Linked DNA regions of Macaca mulatta: region 1 is linked to region 2. The links are chromatin contacts, called in public Hi-C maps. All regions are on one chromosome and are shown on one strand. Each heading gives the region's core, a stretch centred on a gene start, on an enhancer-like site or on the middle of the called end of the contact. The rest is flanking DNA. Distances are from core to core; before and after follow the strand shown.

What was found. Hi-C and Micro-C count contacts between places; a contact is called where the count stands out from the background.
Region 1: a contact with region 2 is called in a Hi-C map of fetal cortex germinal zone, with 4 times the contacts expected there. The contact joins the promoter of KCNC4 here to the promoter of KCNA2 in region 2. A contact is called at or near these places in 2 of 14 Hi-C or Micro-C datasets (fetal cortex germinal zone and fetal cortical plate).

Annotation. Positions count from the first base shown.
Region 1 is chr1:129,983,988-129,990,429 of T2T-MMU8v2.0, forward strand. It overlaps KCNC4 (potassium voltage-gated channel subfamily C member 4), which reads right to left and starts at 1,456. Exons shown (of 4, transcript XM_015147986.3): 1 at 1-1,456. The coding sequence starts at 79. It overlaps LOC144332184 (a long non-coding RNA gene), which reads left to right. Exons shown (of 3, transcript XR_013400000.1): 2 at 2,414-2,474.
Region 2 is chr1:129,584,714-129,591,419 of T2T-MMU8v2.0, forward strand. It overlaps KCNA2 (potassium voltage-gated channel subfamily A member 2), which reads left to right and starts at 2,070. Exons shown (of 2, transcript NM_001265976.1): 1 at 2,070-2,405; 2 at 2,851-4,639. The coding sequence starts at 3,012. The coding sequence ends at 4,511.

The DNA of each region.
Region 1 (6,442 bases), core at 206-2,705, 400 kb after region 2:
CCTTCAGACATGTTTTGGACGGAGGCTTGTTCCCCGACTTGCGCCCGCGGTAGGAGGAGACACACACCGAGCTGATCATAAGAAGCGCTGCGGGGCTCCGGCTTGGGGCGGCCGCTGCCCTCCAAACACCCTTCCCGAGGAGGCAGCGTCAGACGGGGGAGGGGGAGGAGACGAAGAAGAGGCAGGAGACGGCGGCGGCCCCCTCTGCGGCGTGGCCCTGCCCCTGCCTATCCCCCCTAGGACGCGGAGCGGGAGGAGTTGGATTTCTCTGGTGCACAGGTGGTTGGGGTTAGGGCAGGAAGCTCCGGAGAGAGGGAGGCGGAGAGAGGGAGGACGCGGGGAAGTAGAAGCAAGCACACACGCGGTCCCCCGCTAGGACGGGACAGACAGACGCTCTGGGCCGGGGACACGCCCCCGCCGTCACCCCGACCAAAGACAAGGAAGCGCACAGTTCAGGCGCACCGCGAAGGTCCGGGGCGCTTGCGCTCACACTCACACGGGCCACCCTCCGGCTCCCAGACCGCACCAAGCCCCGGAGCAGCCGGCTTCCCCGCAGCGGCGGCAGCGCAGCAGCAACAAGTCCTCCGAGTGGCTGCCGGGGCCGTGCTGACACTCTCACGGCAGCCGGAGCTCCGTGGGCCCGGGCTGCTTGCGGTCAACACGAGGCGGCGGCGGCGGCATGTAGCCTCTTCCCCCCATTCATAAATCCAGCGCCGGGCGAGGAAGGCAGGCGGGGCAGAGCAGAGCGCGGCGGCCAGGCGGGCGGGGGCTGCGCAGGGGCTGCGCAGGGCGAGGCGGCAGCTGGAAAACAAGCGCGCCCGCAGGAGCGAGCCTCGGGTCCTGCGTCCGCGGCTGGGAGCTGAGCCGGACCCGGCGCAGCGCTGCGGGGGCCGAGCTGGGGCGGGGGGGCCTCAGACGGGGCGTCCTGCGCTGCGCGGCGCCTGGGGGGCGGGGCCGCTCTGGGGAGCGGGGCTCTGGGCACTGACGAAGGAGTACCCGGGGCGGCGGCCGAGCTGCCAAGGACACCTGCAGGCTTCCCGCGCCGCGCGGAGAGGGAGCCTCAGCGCAACGCCCCGGCGCCGGGTTCCTGCGATCTGGCGGCGCTGGGAGCCACGCCATCTACGCGTCTGCCCATCTCCGGGCGGGGCGCCGGCCTTGGCTCGCGCGCGGCAGGGGGCGGGCGCGAGGTGGCATAGGGGAGGGGGCGTCTCGGCGCTGGTGGGCTGGGGCCCTAGGGGCTCTTGGTCTCCCTCCGGCGCTGGCAGCGGCCGCCACGCTCCAGTGGCGCCTTTTCTCCGGGGCCCCGCCTCGCCCAGGCGCGCCCTTCGCGGGCGGGGTGGGCGGGGCGGGGCGCGGCGCGGGGCCGATCCGGCTACCTGCAGGCCCCGGCGACCGAGCGCAGTCTTCCTCCCCGGAGCCGAGCCCAAACCAAACGCGTCACCTCCTCGCCGCCAGTGCCCAGCCCAGCGCGCCGCCCCTGCGCGCCTCCGCCGGCAGCCCCTCCCGCCCCCCTCGGCCTTGCTCCCCGCCTCCCCCGGGCCCGCAGCTCCTCCCACTGCAGCCCGCAGACACCGAAGCGCTCTCGACCCCTGACCTCTAACCTCCGCCCGGCTCCGTCGCCCCCTCCCCGCCAAGCTGGTCGAACTGTTGCCGTTTCACTGCGGCTGATGGAAGGCCAAGGAAGAAAGAGGGTAGAGACTCTGTCGCGAGGATCAGGCTGTCCTCTCCTTTCCCAGGCACCGTGTTGGGGCCTTCTGAGCACCCCGCCCCGCATCCTGCGCCTCGGAGGCCCAGCGGAGCCCAAGACGCCCATGGTCTTGATGCTCTTCGCCTCTGTCCCAGCCACCAAAGCCCCCGCGATGGAATGGGGGACGGGTGGCCTTGGGCAGAGAAACGCCTCTTGTGCCAGTTGGAAGGAAACCGTAGCTCTGGCTCTGTTCATCGCGAAACGTGTTATGGATGTGGGGTGGGTGGGTGGGTAGCCCTGAAAAGTCATTAGTTAAAGCCTTTGCTCGTCATTGCTCTGGGGTCCACATAGGAAGTGCCTGTGTCCTGCCTCATGACCCCCTCCTGCTTCTACTCTTATTCCACCCATTAAAATTTGACTTTGCCTGTGTATATGCCTCCTCTCCCCTCCCTAACCCTGAGCTCCTGCAGGCGGCATTGTGCTTTTTCCATCTTGATAGCTCCCACAGTTCCTGCCTCTGAGAACCTGTTTGCTAAGTGATTGAGAAGCTGCCATACCCAAAACATAGGCACCAACAGGACTTTACTGGCCCTATCCCAAGAGCAATTTCCAGATTCATTTGTTTTTGTTAAACAAATGAATTTTACATTTGTAAAATTACCAGAACCTATTTTACATCTTCATATTAATCCCCAATGGTTTTTTTATTTTTTTATTTTTTTACAGCTTCAGGCAGCTTCCATGCCTGTCTGGATGATGTAAGGAGATCTTGAGGCAGAAATGAAAGGTAAATGACACACCTACCCTGGACAGCTGTGCACCTTCCCATTTCCAGATCAGGCAGTACCTAGCTCAACTGGGAATAACAAGACAAGGGCCTGTGTGTGTCTCAGGAAAGGTTAAAAGCCCAGTGCCAATGCAAGGGAGTTTTACAAGCAAGTCTCGTTATTAATGAGGCCAGAAAACCAAAATGGCAATGATCTTTGATGATCTGTACTGATACACAGGGGTGGTGTGTTAATCAGAAACACACATTTTCTGGCACCCCCTTTGTGCCCAGTCCCTGCTCCTCGAAACTGATGTTTGTATTTCAGAGTTTAGCTGGCTTTGAATTTGCTGCAGTGAAAAGAAATATCCCAAGAGTAACTGGGAAGAGAAGACCCGGGACACGCCAGAAGCTGGAGTGAGGAAGAAAGAACCACAGAATATTAATGTAATGAATACCTTTCAAGTCCTATCTGGTCTGTGTCCTGGCAAAGTCCCTTGGGGTCTCTCCCCTGCTTTCTGTCAATCAGGATGACTGAGCTCCGTCATTGGAAGAAAGGGAGTGTAGTGGGTAAGGGGAAAAAATCCATAGTATCCCACCCCGATTGACTTATTCACTCAGTGAATACTTATAGAATACCTACGATATGCCAGAAGCAGTTCCGGGCACTGGAAATACATCAGTGAATAAAACAGCCACTCGCCCTAGTAAATCTGCCCAACTGGTGCTTCCACTCTGCAGTGCTCGTGGATGGTGATGAGCACCTGGGGAGATGGGTAGAGGGAGAAAGTTTCCAGGGAAAAAGGAGGCCAGGAGGGGAGGGAGGGAGATCAGAAAGCTGGGACATGGGCATGGGAACCTAGGAAGAGCTGACAAAAACAGAGGGCCCAGCCTGAGAGAGGCAGCTGGGTAAAGGTGCGTGGGACCAGGTCTCCTGGCTCTGTGCACTGACCAGCTCCGGAGAGGGGAGCTCAGGCTCAGTCCCAAGGCCTCTAGAGAATGCCTCACCCTTACTGGAGATTCATTCTAGAGCTCTGGGCTCACCTGTTACCTGTGCCTCTCTTTGCGAGTCGCTATGCTGCAGTTAGCACTATGGGACTTGTTCCCATCGGTTCTTTGTGTGAGGTCTTCGTGTTCCCTCAAAACGCAGAGCCCAGCTGGAGAAGCATAGGAGAGCCCCCTGCCCAGGCTACTGTGATACAACCTATGGATGTGAGGGTGCTGCCCCCTGGTGGTGCTAGGATGTCCTGGCTCCAGACCTTGCCCTGATCTCTGGGGGCTGTGATGTGGGCAGATGGGGTGGCAGCTGATTCTGGGCTTCCTGTTGATTCCAGGACCTCAGGTACCTCTTCTAGCCTAACTTTGCCATTGGGACTCTGCCTACCCCCTCCCTTCTTCATTCCTCCAAGAACCTTGATGCCTGACAGGCTTAAGCAAGACCACAAAGCAACCACTATTGGAAATTCCTAGTTCCCCAAGCTTCTTTCCCTCAGTTTCACCTTTTCTCTTCTGTCCTCTCCTGAGTGTCCTGGTTTCTTCAGGCTGTCAGGGAAGAGCACCTGTCTGAGAGCCAGTTCACAGACAGTGTCAGCCACAGCGGATTTCCCTCATCAGGGGTGAGGGTGTGGCGAAAGAATAGGAAGAGAGGGCCATGGGAGATTCTAAAGGGGCACCGATGGAGGCTGTCAAACACCTGCACCCTTTCCAGGCCCACCCCCCCCCCCCACCATAATAAGGTCCTCACCCTCTGAATGCTGAGGCTGACCCTGTCCATAGGAAGCTGAGAGCCTGAAATCAAAGCCATTTACCCTTCCCCTTTCCACACTGGGAGCTTTGTATGGGCTCAGCCTCTTTAGAATTACTGGAGCCATCCAATCTCCTCTCCATCTTCCTTCTTTGAAACCCATTTGTGGTGAGGGTCTGTAGGCCAAGGCAAGGTCCTATCCAGTGGTGCTCACACTTTCCCTTTTTGGTATTCTAGCTCCTGCCAGGGACTGACCCTCCTCCTTCAGGTCCAGGCCAAGGAGCCAGCATCCTTTCCCAGCACGCCTTGCTCTCTCCCAGCCTGGAAAATTGAATTGCTTTATCAGAGTCATTGGAGGGTGATAGGGCCTCACCGTTCAGGGGGGAACAAGAGAAGGGAAGGCAAGAGCAGGCTGGCAGCCTCCTGTCTGCGTCTCAGCTCATGTCATCCTGCCTCCCCCCACCCCAAGCAGTCTGCAGAGACTTGCAGGCTCCAAATCAAAAGTGAGAGCCTTCCGGCGGGGGGAGGGGTTGTAGGTCGGAGGAGGCTCTGGGAAGAATCTAGCCCCAGTGATTCAGGTCTTGTGAAGATCAGTAGAAGGGCTCTGCCTCAGGACTGAAAGCAGGGTTGGGTTGCTGGGATAATATAATCCCAGTGAAGTTGTATCTGGGGCTCAAAGGCAACCTTTGAGGGCCCTGCTCTTAAAGCGAAGAGACCAGAAGCTCAGGCCTGGGCAGGGCTCGGGGCCTCATACACTATGGACATGGAGTCATAGGGTTGGAGGGGACCTGAGTGTTAGCTCATGGACACATTCCCCCCACTTAGGGATGTCAGGCCTAAGCAGCAGCAGCGAACTCTGAGAGACTGAGCTAGGGCTGGGGTTGGGCCAAGGACAGAGAACGACGTGGGGGCCACCAGCTGAGTGGACCCTAGAGGCCTCCTTGTTTAAGGCTCCTAGGCTGGGAACTCAGCCTGCATCCAGAGAGTACCCCCCTGTCCCCGCCGGCCGCCCACCACACACACGCTAGCCCAGGGTCCGGCAGGCAAGACCCCTTGACACTTAGCATTTCTCCATCTATAAAAGTACAGATTCCTCCCACCTGGGCTAAGTTCCAGGAAAAACTGGTTCATTCCATTAGAGTAGTTAATTAGTCCTGATGGGCCGGTTCCCTCCAGCAATGTCCTGGGGAAAGGGGAAGCAGCTGTCTGGCGAGGCAGGCCAAACTCAGGTTCCTTTTGGGTGCCCCTGAAGTCCAGGGATTCTTCCCTGCTTGGGTCAGCCCTGGGCAGAATGGAGGGACCCAGAACCCAGGCAGCTCAGACCCAGGGACAGAGAGCAGATCCCCACTGAGTCTTTATGCTCCGCAGCCAGCACTGTGCCTGGCGTGGATCCATCTTTGTAAGGGTTTGTGGTTGAACGACAGGCATAGTCTCCCAATCTCACAGGTTTCTTCCTACCTAAGATGATGTAAGTAAAGAATGCAGCAGCGTGCCTGGCACCAGTGAGTGTGCCAGGAGGGGAGACACCCAAGTCAGGTTGTGACTGCCTCTGCGAGCCAGAGACTCTTGCCTAGTCCTTTGTATATTCCCAGTGCTCAGCACAATCCCAGGCACTCAGAATACCTGATTCATGCTTGCTTGATGCATGGAATTAATGAGGCGGGGGGTGGCGGGGGAGGAGTCCTCCCTGTCGGTTCCTTGCTGTGTGGCAGAGAATGCACTAGATTGGGAGTCAAGAAACCCAGGCATTGGCCCCCAGTCTTCCCCTTGCTTGGTTGTGGGAAATCTGGTCTTTTCCTCTTTGGGCCTCAGTTTTCCCCATTGTTATACAAGGAGGTTTGGCCAGATAATCCGTAAGGTTCATGTTCTGGTTACTATTGTTATGAAACAAATTACCCCCAGTATGTAGTGGTATAAACCCAACAGTCATTTTATTTTGCTCATTATTTTATGGGTCAGGAAATTAGGAAGGGCTCAATTGAACAGTTCTTGATTAGGGTCTCGTGCAGCTACAATCAGATGACAGCGGGCTGCAAACATCTGAAGCTCAGCTGGGCTAAACGTTCAGTATGATGTGTTCATGTGGCTGGCAGTTGACACTGGCTGTTGGCTCGAAGCTCAGCTGAAGCTGTCAACTTAAGCATCTGCAAACATATCGCTTCCCTACCATGGCAGTCTCAGGGCGGTTGGCCGTCTTACATGGCAGCTGGCTGCCTCTAGAACCAGTATCCCTAGAACACCAGCT
Region 2 (6,706 bases), core at 820-3,319:
TGGCGGCACCACAGTAATAGCAACACGTCTCCCGCGGGGCTGGATCCCGCCGTGGGCCTGGGATAGCTGCTATTGATTATCTCCTCCTTGCCTACTTCATTACGTTGGCAGGAGCCTCTCTCACCAGCGCCCCTCAACTTCTGCCCTCCCCAGTCTCCCCGGCCCAGCAGCACCCAGCTGAGCTCTCCTGGAGGTTCTGGTTAGTAAGCCGGGCTCTGCCAAAGAATGTTTTCCTCGCCGGGCGGGGGCTGAGGCCCGGGGGCCAACGAGGTGACGAGCTCGGTGGCGGCGGCTGGCAGCTTGCCGCCCCAGCCCTGGCCCCCACCGGCCCCTTTAATTGGAGTTCGCCGTGGAGCCAGGTGCGGCGCTGCGTGGCGCGGTGCGGCTGCGGGCGGCGGCCGGGAGCTCCGTACGCGCCGCCCGCGGGACTGCAGAGCCGGCTCCCGGCTGGCCGCCCGCACCCCGCCGCCGCCCGCTGCTGGGGTTCTGCCGGCGCTGGCCGTAACCCAGGAACATGGAGGCCCCGGTGCCCATCCGGAAGGGTAAATCTGTGTCGGGGCGTTGCGTGGCGCGTGCTGCCTTCCCTGCCCGGCGGCGGCGCCCAAAGGGGCTGCGGGGCATCCGGCGGCGCAGCCTGCAGCGCAGCAGGCTCGGGCTGAGTTCCGGGCGGGCAAGCCCTTGCCGACCACTGCAGTCCGCTCGGCAAGTCCTGGACCGGGGAGATCAAGGGGAACTTGCACCCTGCTCAAGAAGAGTGCACAGAATGGGCTCGGGACCCTCTGGGGTTTGCGTGGCGCGGGGCGGAGGGCACGGAGAGGAGCTGGTGGGTGGTGGGAAGTGCAGCTGGCAGCATAACCAAGTCTGGTAAATAGCGCGGGTTGGAGGACCTGAACCACTTGGGACGGCCGGGCTGCATTCGCCTCTACGGCACAGAATAACAAACAGCTTTGCTGCAGAGAGGGCTTTCCCCTTCGCTGGGGCCGTGGACTGCAGCCGAGCCCCCGCGCTTAAAAGGAAGCTGGGATCTGGGGCAGCAGCCTGGCGCCGGCTACTCCCCACCCCCAGAGATCAGGTTCCGGGATTTTTGGGTGGAGACTGAGCCTCGGCGGTCCCTCGGCTGGACCCCGGGGGCTTAAGAGCTGAGCTGCGCTCGGGCCCGCAGCAGGAGCCGACCGCGCGGGCAGGAGGGGGTTAAGGTGGCGCTAGCGGCCGCGGCCAGCGGGAGGGTCTGGTCCTCTGCGCCGAGGCGAGCGGTGAGCGCGCCGGACGGAATCCCGGCCGGAGCCCGGGGCGATGGGGAGAGGGCCCAGACCCCTCCCCGCCCTGGGGCCTGCGGGATTGGGTCGGCAGGGGGCCAGTCCGGAAGCCGGCTTCCTCCAGGCTCCCCCTCTCGCTGCTGCCAAGCAGCCTCACAGCTAGGCAGGCTGAGCGTTTGTTCTGTGCTCCCTGCTGAGGAGATGTGAGGGATTTTCTCTTGGGGGAGAAATCAGTGGTCCAGCGACTGCCCAGCTCAAATGCCACCCGGCTCAGAGGGAGGCCTGCGGCCCAGGGATCCCGGAGGGAGAGTAAGTTCATCCAGCTTTCGTACAGTGCCGACTTTGTTGTGTGGGGTCTCCCTAGATGCGCTCTGAAGCAGTCTGTGTGTGCTGGGGGGGTGGGGTGCTTCTTTTCCAGGACTGGCTGAGGTCAGAGCTTGTAGACAGGCTGCAGTGAGCTAAGCCCTCCTCTTGGGAGCTGCTGTGCCCTGACATGTGGGGGTAGGAGTGCTTCTTCCAGAGTCCTTCCTGAGAGCAGCTGGGGACTAGGGACCTGGATCAACACAGGGTGGCCCCTGGATAAGGCAGGCCCAGCTAAGCCTGAGTCTTGCTCCCTGGGAGAAAGTGCTTCAAGCTGATGGGAAGCCTGCCCAGAAGAGGCAGGAAGGCTGAGGGATAGTCCTCAGGCCTGGCATCAGAATGGAGGGTGGGCATGGGGGCCTGTCACTTCCCATGAGGGAAGCTCCTAGGCCCTCCTAAATCTTGGCAGCTGCCCAAATGCCCTGGTTCCACCTTGCTGCTGTTTTTTTCCAGGCAACGTCACACCTCCTGAAGACAGCCAGGACTCCAGCTTTTGCTGAGCTTTGCATCTTGCCTCCTTCCTTCAAAAGGCTCCAGGCCCATGCTCGGCTGTCTTCAAGTCCCGCATGCCCCTGGCCAGGCATCACATCGCCCCTCCAGCCCAGCCCAGTCCTAGAGCTCACCTCCAGGACCCAGAATCTGCCCTCCTGCCCAGAATGACTCACCATTATTTCTAGCTGGAGTGAGAAGACGTGATGGGGAGTTGGGCTGCCTGTTTGTGCATCTAAGATTCCTGCAGCATCTGATCAGCTCTGCAAGGAAGAGAGCTTCAGGTTCCTGTCTGGTCAGGTAAATCAATCTATCATTTAATAACAACCTTGTGTAGAATCATTAGGGTAGAGGCCAATGAGGAAGACCCAGGCCCAAGATCCCCCACCGTGAATACCTCCCTGGGTACGAGTATCTGAGACATTAGTGCAGCACCTGGGAGAGGGTCCACTTTTAACCTATTAGCATGGGGTTATGCTCCACGAAGCCTGTGTGGTACAAGTGGGCCTGTACCAGCCACCTTCCCCCAGTGCAGGGCATTCCAGAGGTTCCTTGAGAGATTGCTACCTGCTCCCCCTGATCCCCAGACAAGTTACAAGGTGAAAGTACATTTTGCTTTGTCGTTGTGGTGGTGGTGATCATGTTTCTGAACTCTTGGCTGAGAGATGGGAGACAAAAAGTGGCAACCCATGTCGGGCTGCCAATGCTGAGTAGCCGCATGTCAATAACTGCCTCTGTCTTTCAGCCAAGCGAGGCTGTCTCTCCAGCTCTCAGAGAGCTCTCGGGGCTCTCCTGCAGGAGACCAGGCCAATGCTCCTGTGCTTCCTGGGGCCAGTAGCAGCACCCTGAGCTCCCTGCCACCAGGCAGCTGAAAGGCATAGCGTGAGGCGCTTCTCAGTCCCAATTATGACAGTGGCCACCGGAGACCCAGCAGACGAGGCTGCTGCCCTCCCTGGGCACCCCCAGGACACCTATGACCCAGAGGCAGACCACGAATGCTGTGAGAGGGTGGTGATCAACATCTCAGGGCTGCGGTTTGAGACCCAGCTAAAGACCTTAGCCCAGTTTCCAGAGACCCTCTTAGGGGACCCAAAGAAACGAATGAGGTACTTTGACCCCCTCCGAAATGAGTACTTTTTCGATCGGAACCGCCCTAGCTTTGATGCCATTTTGTACTACTACCAGTCGGGGGGCCGATTGAGGCGACCTGTGAATGTGCCCTTAGATATATTCTCTGAAGAAATTCGGTTTTATGAGCTGGGAGAAGAAGCGATGGAGATGTTTCGGGAAGATGAAGGCTACATCAAGGAGGAAGAGCGTCCTCTGCCTGAAAATGAGTTTCAGAGACAAGTGTGGCTTCTCTTTGAATACCCAGAGAGCTCAGGGCCTGCCAGGATTATAGCTATTGTGTCTGTCATGGTGATTCTGATCTCAATTGTCAGCTTCTGTCTGGAAACATTGCCCATCTTCCGGGATGAGAATGAAGACATGCATGGTGGTGGGGTGACCTTCCACACCTATTCCAACAGCACCATCGGGTACCAGCAGTCCACTTCCTTCACAGACCCTTTCTTCATTGTAGAGACACTCTGCATCATCTGGTTCTCCTTTGAATTCTTGGTGAGGTTCTTTGCCTGTCCCAGCAAAGCCGGCTTCTTCACCAACATCATGAACATCATTGACATTGTGGCCATCATCCCCTACTTCATCACCCTGGGGACAGAGTTGGCCGAGAAGCCAGAGGACGCTCAGCAAGGCCAGCAGGCCATGTCACTGGCCATCCTCCGTGTCATCCGGTTGGTAAGAGTCTTTAGGATTTTCAAGTTGTCCAGACACTCCAAAGGTCTCCAGATTCTAGGTCAGACCCTCAAAGCCAGCATGAGAGAATTGGGCCTCCTGATATTCTTTCTCTTCATAGGGGTCATCCTTTTCTCTAGTGCTGTCTATTTTGCAGAGGCCGATGAGCGAGAGTCCCAGTTCCCCAGCATCCCAGATGCCTTCTGGTGGGCAGTCGTCTCCATGACAACTGTAGGCTATGGAGACATGGTTCCGACTACCATTGGGGGAAAGATAGTGGGTTCCCTATGTGCAATTGCAGGTGTGTTAACTATTGCCTTACCGGTCCCTGTCATTGTGTCCAATTTCAACTACTTCTACCACCGGGAGACAGAGGGAGAGGAGCAGGCCCAATACTTGCAAGTGACAAGCTGTCCAAAGATCCCATCCTCCCCTGACCTAAAGAAAAGTAGAAGTGCCTCTACCATTAGTAAGTCCGATTACATGGAGATCCAGGAGGGGGTAAACAACAGTAATGAGGACTTTAGAGAGGAAAACTTGAAAACAGCCAACTGCACCTTGGCTAACACAAACTATGTGAATATTACCAAAATGTTAACTGATGTCTGATTGAAACCTATTACCATACTCACAGCTCAATGGAACTAATGCAGATGTTGCATAATAGCCTGCATTGTAGTCAGTGTGTTCTACAGTGTGTATCTGGTTCTGCATGGAAAGCAATAGTTGTGCAAGTGACTTTTGATCTTTTGACTTTGATTTAGGACACAGAATATCTATCATGGCTTTCATGCACATCCTCATCACCGGCTTATGAGTTTCCAAAGACGGGAGTCACCTGTCAAGCTAGGATTTCAGAAAGACATTGAGGCCACCTCATATCCAATACACAGTGCACCATATCAGTGCCATCATTCCTTCCTAATGAAATGCACACAACATCCAGGAGATGCACTCCCCTCCCCGCCATCCCACCACCCCATTTGAGCCCACCTGCCCTTTCACAGAGGAACACAATCATGGTTTAGCTTTAAATAGCTGGTGTTTACTCAAAAGGTCATTCTCATTTTTGCATTGAAAAGAACACACAGTCCTGTGTGTTGGAATTACTTTCTGTGTCACAGGCTGAGGTTTGTGAATTGCAATTGCCAAGTAGATGCTCCGGAGGCTTGTGTTTCATAACGGAAAATGCTGCATTCTGCTTTTTCTCTGCAGTGTCGATGTGAGGGAAGCCCGGGGGAGGGACAGTTAGTATAACCAAATATGAGTTGTCAAGTTTCACATTTGTTCCCTTAGGCCTATGGGGAGAAGCTAACAAACCAACGGACCTCTAAGCCTCTGATTTCACCATTTTTGCAGGCTCCAGGGTCACAAAAACATGTCTGGTTTCTTACTGGAGTTTGCAGACATCTGCTTTCCTACTAATGTGGCCCGGCTACACTGACACTGCAGTGAAATTTACCAGTGATGCAATAGAGCTGCATGGGTGTTTGTTGCATGAATCTCAATATTTAAAACACAGGAGATAACCTATTTTCCTAGTAGCCTACACAGTATTAATATTTAGAGTATTAATAGGCTTGGAATGGTCTTGAACTAGGGGGTTTTTTCCCATCAGAAGGCAAAATCCCTCCATCAGGGGAAAAGATAGACTATTTGGAATGGAACTAAAACTTCTGGCCCCCCAGCCTAGCTATCCCTGTTCTTCTAAACAGGAACGCAGACCTCTGCAAAGCCAGGAGAGTAAGCAGGGAAGGCAGCATCTGAACACCTCACATGACTGCACCTTAGGAAATAACCTAGTCACGGGCATGACTGTACAGTGGACCAGGGCATCTGGTCCTGACAACAGGCAGGTCTGTGGATCCAGTGTATATAAATATATATTGAGTATCTCTCTTTCACGCGTTCCTCTACCTAGCTAGCGATAGAAAAAAAAATTGCATTTGAACATTGTACAAGCTTATGCAATATTTTTGACACAGGGCAATTTATGCATGTGTTTGACTATGTGCACTAGGGTGTATATATATACATACATATGTGTGTATATGTATATACATACACACACATATATATATATTCATTTTCTGGAGTTCAGGTTCAGGAGCAAATCCACTGCTTGGTGGGTTGGCTGTCTAAGAGGCCTAACGGGTTAATTTGTCTCACTGGTAACCCCACTGGGCCTGGGTTTGCTGCCATTGCCTCAGACACTCCAGTATCCATGGATTCCTAGACGTTAGAATTGTCTTTCTGCCCTCCATGTGCTGCAGCTTCAGTTCCCATGGCTGAAGCTTGTCTTACTGAGTGCACAAGGGCCCTGTGGCCCTCACAGTTCCAGCTGTCCTGGGCCAGACCTACCCTGGGCCTCCTCTCTATAGTTCATCCTGTTCATCATCTCCATTTTCACGTTTACCTATGCCACTTGGATCTTATTATCATTTGGCTCTGCATCTGTCACTTTCACGAACCTTTCCCTAAAGAGCCAGAATGGATCCCCTGCTTTGAAACCAAGGACACCAAGGAGTAGGACTCCCTGGGACCAAATTCCACTGATCTGGACTTCAAGGGAGCCTCCTCTATGTGGAAATGTCTGAAATCCAGGACTAAGGGATGGAGTCCCTAAATGATCCAAAGGCATCATTTTGATCTCCAGACCCAAACTCTCTCCCCGTTAAACTGGCAATGAGACCTGCTTTTTAAAAAGAACCAAAGGATGGGTAAAGAATCATTTCCCACCCCCCAGAACAGGCAGAGTGCAAATGAGCACTGCACAGCCTAAAGGTAGACAGTAGGTTGACCCT